Regions from separate parts of the Hordeum vulgare genome. Here region 2 is linked to region 1. The links are chromatin contacts, called in public Hi-C maps. All regions are on one chromosome and are shown on one strand. Each heading gives the region's core, a stretch centred on a gene start, on an enhancer-like site or on the middle of the called end of the contact. The rest is flanking DNA. Distances are from core to core; before and after follow the strand shown.

The links. A called contact is a pair of places that touch in the nucleus more often than the background predicts.
Region 2: a Hi-C map of seedling shows a contact between it and region 1, with 5 times the contacts expected there. The contact joins two enhancer-like sites. A contact is called at or near these places in 2 of 6 Hi-C or Micro-C datasets (leaf and seedling).

The regions. Positions count from the first base shown.
Region 1 is chr5H:67,521,218-67,524,803 of MorexV3_pseudomolecules_assembly, reverse strand. No RefSeq gene overlaps it. Among protein-coding and RNA genes, the nearest start is that of LOC123397588, 92 kb to the left of the region's middle. Within about 2 kb of position 2,298, at least 3 of the 3 cell types and tissues checked have open chromatin away from gene starts, as enhancers often do. A contact at or near this core is called in leaf and seedling, where this site is marked.
Region 2 is chr5H:67,953,753-67,957,221 of MorexV3_pseudomolecules_assembly, reverse strand. No RefSeq gene overlaps it. Among protein-coding and RNA genes, the nearest start is that of LOC123396527, 120 kb to the left of the region's middle. Within about 2 kb of position 1,266, at least 3 of the 3 cell types and tissues checked have open chromatin away from gene starts, as enhancers often do. A contact at or near this core is called in leaf and seedling, where this site is marked.

The DNA.
Region 1 (3,586 bases), core at 1,049-3,548:
GGAATGAACTTTCTTCGAATTTTGAAAACAAATTTTGAAACCGAGAATAATTTTAAAAAATCCTGAACAAATTTGGAAACACGAACAATTTTCTAAACCACGAATATTTTTTGAATCCTGAGAACAAATTTTTGAAAAGGAGAACAATTTTGAAAAAACTCGAACAAATTTGAAAGCGGAACAAATTTCCAAAACACGAACATTTTTTGAATCTTGAGAATAAATTTTGAAACCAAGAACAATTTTGTAAAATCCTGAACAAATTTGATAGTGTGAACAATTTTTGAAAGCACGGACATTTTTTAAAATTTTGAGAACAAAATATTGAAACGGAGAACAATTTTGAAAAAACCCGGACAAATTTGGATGCGCAAACCCTTTTTTAGAACACGAACATTTTTTGAATCTTGAGAACAAAATTTTGAAACAGAGAACAATTCTAAAAAAGCCGAACAAATTTGAAAGTGCAAATTATTTTTTAAAATTGAGATCAAATTTGAAAGCTGGAACACAATTTTAAAGCATGAACATTGAATCTTGAGAACAATTTTGAAAAAATGTGAACAAATTTGGAAGAGCGAACAAGTTTTTAAATATTTTCCATTTTTTCTTAAATCGAGAACAAATTTGGAACTTTTTTAAAATTTTTTGTTCTCCAGCCTTTTCAAAATTTGAAAACAGGAACATCTTTATATTATAATTTTTTTTTAGTATGAACATTATTTCAAAAACATGAAGAAATTTTGACAACAAGAACATTTTTGAAAATACTAACCAATATTTGTACTTTTTTAAAAGCATAAAAAGAAAAAGGGAATTAATATAAAAATCGGGAAGAAAAACATAGAAAAAAACAACAGAATAAGATAGAGATGAAAACCGGGAAAAAAAAAACATAAGTTTTTGGGAACTAGTTTTAAGTTTCGTCGTCGCTGTTAGTTCTTTTTACATTTCGCGTTTTTATTTCTTCATGTCCACGATTCAGTCGGGGTGGCTAGCGTCGCATGTACGTCATCAGGAGGTGGCCGGTAAGCGGAGTTTAGGGGAACCTTCTATACGGCGTTGCAGGCACCTGTTTGCCCTGCTAGCTCCTGCATCCGCCTGTGTTGGGTGGGCCCATCAAACAGATCTGGCGCCCCTGTAGACCCTGAAAACGTTCATTGATTTTTTTAAAATAAAATACACTGATTTAGCAAAAAAAAGTTCTTCAAACGGAAAAAAATGTTAATAGATTTAAAAATAAATCAAATTTGAAAAATGTTTATCGCAATTGATAAAGGTTCATTATTTTTTACAAAAAGTTCAGTGATTTTGACAAAAGTTCATCAAATTTGAAAAAAGCTAATCGGTTTTCATAAAAATTTCATTGAATTTGCAAAAAGTTCATCGGATTTTTTAAAAAGTTCATATAATTTGAAAAAACTTCATCGAATTAAAAAATATTTCATTAATTTCGAAAAAAGTTCATCAAATTTGAGAAAAGTTCATCGAAATTTTAAAAAAGTCCATCCAATTTGATTAAAGTTCATCAAAATTAAAAAAAGTTCACGAAATTAAAACAAATCATTGAATTTCAGAAAAAAAAAATGTTCATTCGATTTTGAAAAAAGTTCATCAATTTTGACAAAAGGTCAGCGAATTTGAAAAACAATTCATCCACTTGAAGAAAAAGTTCACGAACTATAAAAAGAATCATCGAGCAAGGAAGAAAAAAAAGGAAAACCGAAAACGAAAAAAGAGAGGCAAAAAGCGAAAAACAGAAGAAAAAACAAAAACCAAAAAAGGAAATAAGAAAAGAGCAAAAGAAAATTAGTAATCAAGTCGGGTGCAGTGGTTACTGCGTGTTAACCCGAGGTGGAGATTGGGAGTTCGATTCGTCGTGCGCTAGTCCTTTGTTTCTCATCAAAACAGAAAGAAAGAAGATGGGTCGGTCCAACGCGGGGCGCTACAGTCGCCCGTTGGCATAATTGCACTGTAACGGACGCTTGTGGCGCCAAATAGGATTTCCCGGGAATTCCGCACCAACTGGCGCACAAGGAGCTGAAGTGGAGCACTCGGTAGGGAAAGCGCATCCTGCGCTTACCAGCATGGATGTTTGGGCTAGCCCATGTTCAGGATGGCTCAGCGCGGGGCGCTGCACGTGTCCGTTAGCAAAATTACACTGTAATAAATGCATGTGGCGCCAAATAGAATTTCCTAGGAATTTTGCGCCAACTGACGCACAAGGAGCTGAAGTGGAGCACTCGGTAGGAAACGCGCATCCCACGCTTACGAGCATGAATGTTTGGGCCAGCCCATGTTCAGGTCGGCCCAGCGCGGGGCGCTGCACGCGTTGCACTATAACGAACGCCTGTGGCGCTAAATAGAATTTTCCGGTAATTCCGCGCCAACTTGCACACAACGAGCTGAAGAGGAGCACTCGGTAGGAAACGCGCATCCTGTGCTTACCAGCATGAATGTTTGGCCCAGCCCATGTTTAGGGCGGGACGCCTCATTTCGTTTTCCATTTCCTTTTCTTTTCCTTCTTTCAAATTATTTCGGGATTTTATGTTCCAAATTTCAAAACAGATTGTGAATTTGAAAAAAATGCTTGCATAATCTTAAAATGTCAATGAATTTGAAATCAAATGTGTCTGAATCCAAAAAATATTCTGGAAATCACAAAATGTTTGCTTATTTATAAAAATGTTTCTGAGTCCATAAATGTTCGTGAATATTAAAAATGTTCACGAACTTGAATGTTCTGAATTCAAGAAATCTAAAATATTCCAAAAACATTAGCAATTCTAATAAACGTTTGACAATTTAAAAAATGTTTTCAAAATGAAAATTAATATATTTTTTCAAGATTTTTGGAAATTTCAAATACCAAAAATGTTCACGAATTCAAAAAAATTGATATTTTGCAAATACTTGGGAATTCAAATAATGTTCATGAATTTCAGGTAAAATATTAAGTGAGTTCGAAATTTTTTCACTAATTTCCAAACATATTCCCGAGTTTGAAAAATGGACCAGCCACCCGCGGTCACCAACCTCCCCGCCCTCTCTCTAGTTTAAGTCCCCTTTTTCACACACATCCCGTTGTCGCACACAACTCGCCGCGTTGTCCACCTTCACAATCGTTCGACGCCTCCCTTCCAAAGAGTCAGTCGGTTCCACCTCCACCACCGCTGCGATGTCGTGTCACGACCGCGAGACTGATAATAGCAGCTGGCCCTCCTGCAGCCTGTTCGTCGCGGGCGCGAAGGAGCTGGTGTGGTTCCGCCTCATGGCATCATCAGACATGCGGTTGGCGAAGGGCTAGAACCTACGCCTTGCAGGCGTGTCGGTGGCGCAAATTCGCGACGTCGGCACGCCCGCCATGCGATGGGCCATTACCGCGTTCTAAGCATACATGCCGTCGGATGTGAGGATGCCACCGGAGTAAGCGACCAACAACACGTACTAGTTGGGCATCCTCGTCGAACAACAGCAGGACCTGTTTAACCATCGGTACGACGATGACGTCGTGCCGTTCCGCCACAACCGTGAGGCGTGCCGCCTATCTGGACGGGGCACAACTTCCGGCACATGCTGGCATGCG
Region 2 (3,469 bases), core at 17-2,516, 430 kb before region 1:
ATGAACACCTCCAAAAGACCAAGCCAACATAGCATCTTAAGATTGACGAAATCACCTCAAACATCAACGAAAACGTCTTCCCCAAAGCACGAACATCGTCGAAAAGGCTGAAATAAATTAAGAAAAAGACGAGCACCATTATCAAGTACAAGACTTGAACCATGGTGGGCTGAAGTTACCACTGTCTTTCTAACCATCTAATCTAATCATAGCTTGATTCATGCCTAGAATAGATTTTACGCGACTAAATGTTGCTACATGGGTCTATCAGAAGTTGCTACGATGGTTAACTGAATAAAAAAATTAAAATAATCTCAATATTTCTATTCTAAAAAATTGAATATGAAATCTGCAAAGAAAAAAAAATCAAACACAAAATTTGAGCCTTGTATCTGGATTAACTTTTTTTTGATTCAGGCATAACTAGATTTATGTTCGCGCACTTAAAAAATGTCAGTGTATTTCATGCAAACAAAGAAAGGGGGAAATGACACCAACAAATATAAAACACTAAAAAAGAAGAAGAAGAAGAAACATAGAAAAAGAAAAGAAAAAGAGCACCGTAAATCTAAATAAACAACGTACATAAACTATAAAAGGACAAGGGAACATGGAATAAGAAAACACTAAAAACTGGCCAAAGAAACATTATAGTTTGTCGCTATTTGCCACTTCACAATGCCAGCTCGAAGCCTCAATTGTCACTGAAAAAGGCTCCAGCAAAAAAACTGCCCCCCTCCAACAACAAAAAAAGTGTTCCGCTCCTGAAAAGAATTAAAATCTGCAAAACTGAAATCGCCTTACAAACCTCAGTCAAGGAGAGCCATTGTCAAGCTTTACAAATAATCAACACTCCCTATGCAGCATGTATATATATGAGGGTTTCATAAGAACATGATACTAGCATATCCTCCAGCTGAGCCTCTAGGAATGGCATACAAAGGGACAGAAGTGGTGGAGGCACGTGGAATTTAACATGAACATCTCGCAAGAAGAAGAAGAAAAAACACACCCATTGGGGCTAGACTGGCGAAAGCACCAAGGTTAGTGAAAGAACAAAGTTTGGTGCGGTGCCCAACGGCCCAAAGGGGGTAAGTAGCTCGCAGCAGGCTTAAACTAGCAACCGTCTTGATTTAGGCCCAAAAGGTGTTCAATGCCGCCCTATCTTTTCCCCCTTGGGTTTCCACTTTCGACTTTCCAGGTCCCAGCTCCAGGTCACGTAAGACAAGGACGTTTGCCAAAGATACAGAAGAAAGGCTACGGCTGACGCTGACGGCTCAAAAGATACAGATCCAAGGACGGACGGACGTTCCGCCTTCCCATCTGTACTGCCGCTAATCCCGATCTTATCGCAAGTGACACCACACCAGCACCAACCTTGTCCCTAGAGTCGTCACACGTATAATTTTGAAGGCAATAGATGTTTCTTCCGTTTCTCTTTTCTTCACTGATTTGGAAAGGGTGCATGCCACCGTTTGACACGTCGGCGTGAGTGGCAAATTAGTGGCCGCCAATGCGTACCAGTAGACCAGTGTCATGTCAATCGCTGATTGATGGTACCAAATGAAGACTAAGTAGGCACATACGCACCCAATTTTTGAGGTGTTGTCGCACTAGGCGCACTTGTATACCTACCATCTATTGACTCGGTTTCATAGGAGACACCGCATTCCGTCAGCCTGCAAACCCGTGATGCGGGGCATGAAGAACCGGTTTATCGGTCCATTCTGTTTTACAGTTCGGCAATGCGATGTCTATTCTACCGCAGCCAAAAGTGAACCTATAAACCGTAAAAACATAATTGCATAAATAAAAAGAAATTTCGGCAATGAATATGAAAATTTAAAAAATTCAACATAGTTCTTACATACAAATAGCAAATAATATAGTTTTAAGCATCCAAACAACCCAATAGATCGTTTTTGCATCAAAAGAACCACATTAAAGTGGAAAAACCATGATGAAGAACCATCAAGCACCACCACCACCAACAACACCGATGGGGCCGTCCTCCTTCGCTCCAAGATCTCCTTTCTCATCAAATCATGCCACTCCAAGGTTATCTCATCCATCTCATTGCGGTTCATGGTCATGATCTTGTTCTCCTCGGCAATGAGCTTGGCGAGAGCTTTGGTTTCCTCGGCTTGGGCTCTTTTGTCCTCAATGGCCACCTTCCGCAACTTGCTCTCCTTGATTTGATGCCACTTCTCCTCTTTCTCTTGAGACCTCTTCATTGCCAACTCTTTTTTTTGCTTCAATAGTCATGGTGACCATCAACTCATTTGACTTCACAATATGGTCTATCTTCTCTCTCAAACTTGATGCCTCCGAATCCTTCCTCATATTGTCCTTGGCCTTCTTGGTGCCATCCGGCCTACCCTTGTTCCTCTCTTCTTCATCATCATCCTCATCATCCAACAAGGTGAAGGCACCTTTCTTCGACAGTGCTTCTTTGTCCCTCACCTTCCATTTCTCACTAAACATCACCCAACAATGCTCAAATGCAAAGGGTTTTCTCCTTGGATGCCGGCATGTCTCTATACCTTCCGGCTGCAATTTTCTCCTACAACCAAAGGAACTATGTTAAAGCACTATCATTTGCAAACAATATGATGGTTGCTGATAAAACACTCACCCAATCAGCTTAATTGGTTCCACTTGAAGGAGCATTGTAGACTTGCTCCAAACATCCACACCACCGGCTAACCGTCGGCTTGATCACATCCCAATGACATTGGAGTGATCTATATGTGCGTGGTGTTTTGCCGACATTGTTTGGCATCAACCAGAAGAACTTGTCTTCTATCCTTTGCCAATACCTCTTCCCGGTTTGGTCGGTGCCGTGGATGGCATCGAGTGACACAGCCTTCTTCCTCTTGCTATACCCTGTCGTGGATTGCGATGCCTCGAAGACCTCCCCTCCAATCTCCTGTAGCTCCTCCTCCTCCTCTTCTTCGCCGCCACCGTGTACCCCGTCGTCCATGTCGTTGTATCCATATTCCCCAAGCGGCGCATCCTCAATGTTCACCGCGTTTTCCTCGAGGATAGCCGCGTACTCGGACCTAGAAAAGAGACGACGAACTCTTGAGCGAAAACCCCCAACGGCGGCGAAGAAGAAGACACAATTGGTCGGACGTACCTTTTGGGCATTCCGTCGAACACCGGTGGGATGGCGGCGGTGGCAGGCGTAGAACTCGCCGGGGCCTTGTTGGTCGGAGGCGCCCGCTTGCGTTTGAGCAAGACCTTCTTCTTCGCTGCCTCCATCGCCTCGGTTTCGCCAATATTACCGGCGTCCCTATACCGAGCAGAAGGGCGAGCTTTAGGGCGACCGACCCCCTTGGTGGCGGCAACGATGGCGGTGGGAACGGGCCGCCTCCCTGCACGATGATGTTACCGAGGCGCTTGCGAGGAACAGCGTTGTAGGAGGCTTCCGGCGCGGCTCGGAGATGGTCGGCGGGGAGATCCACCG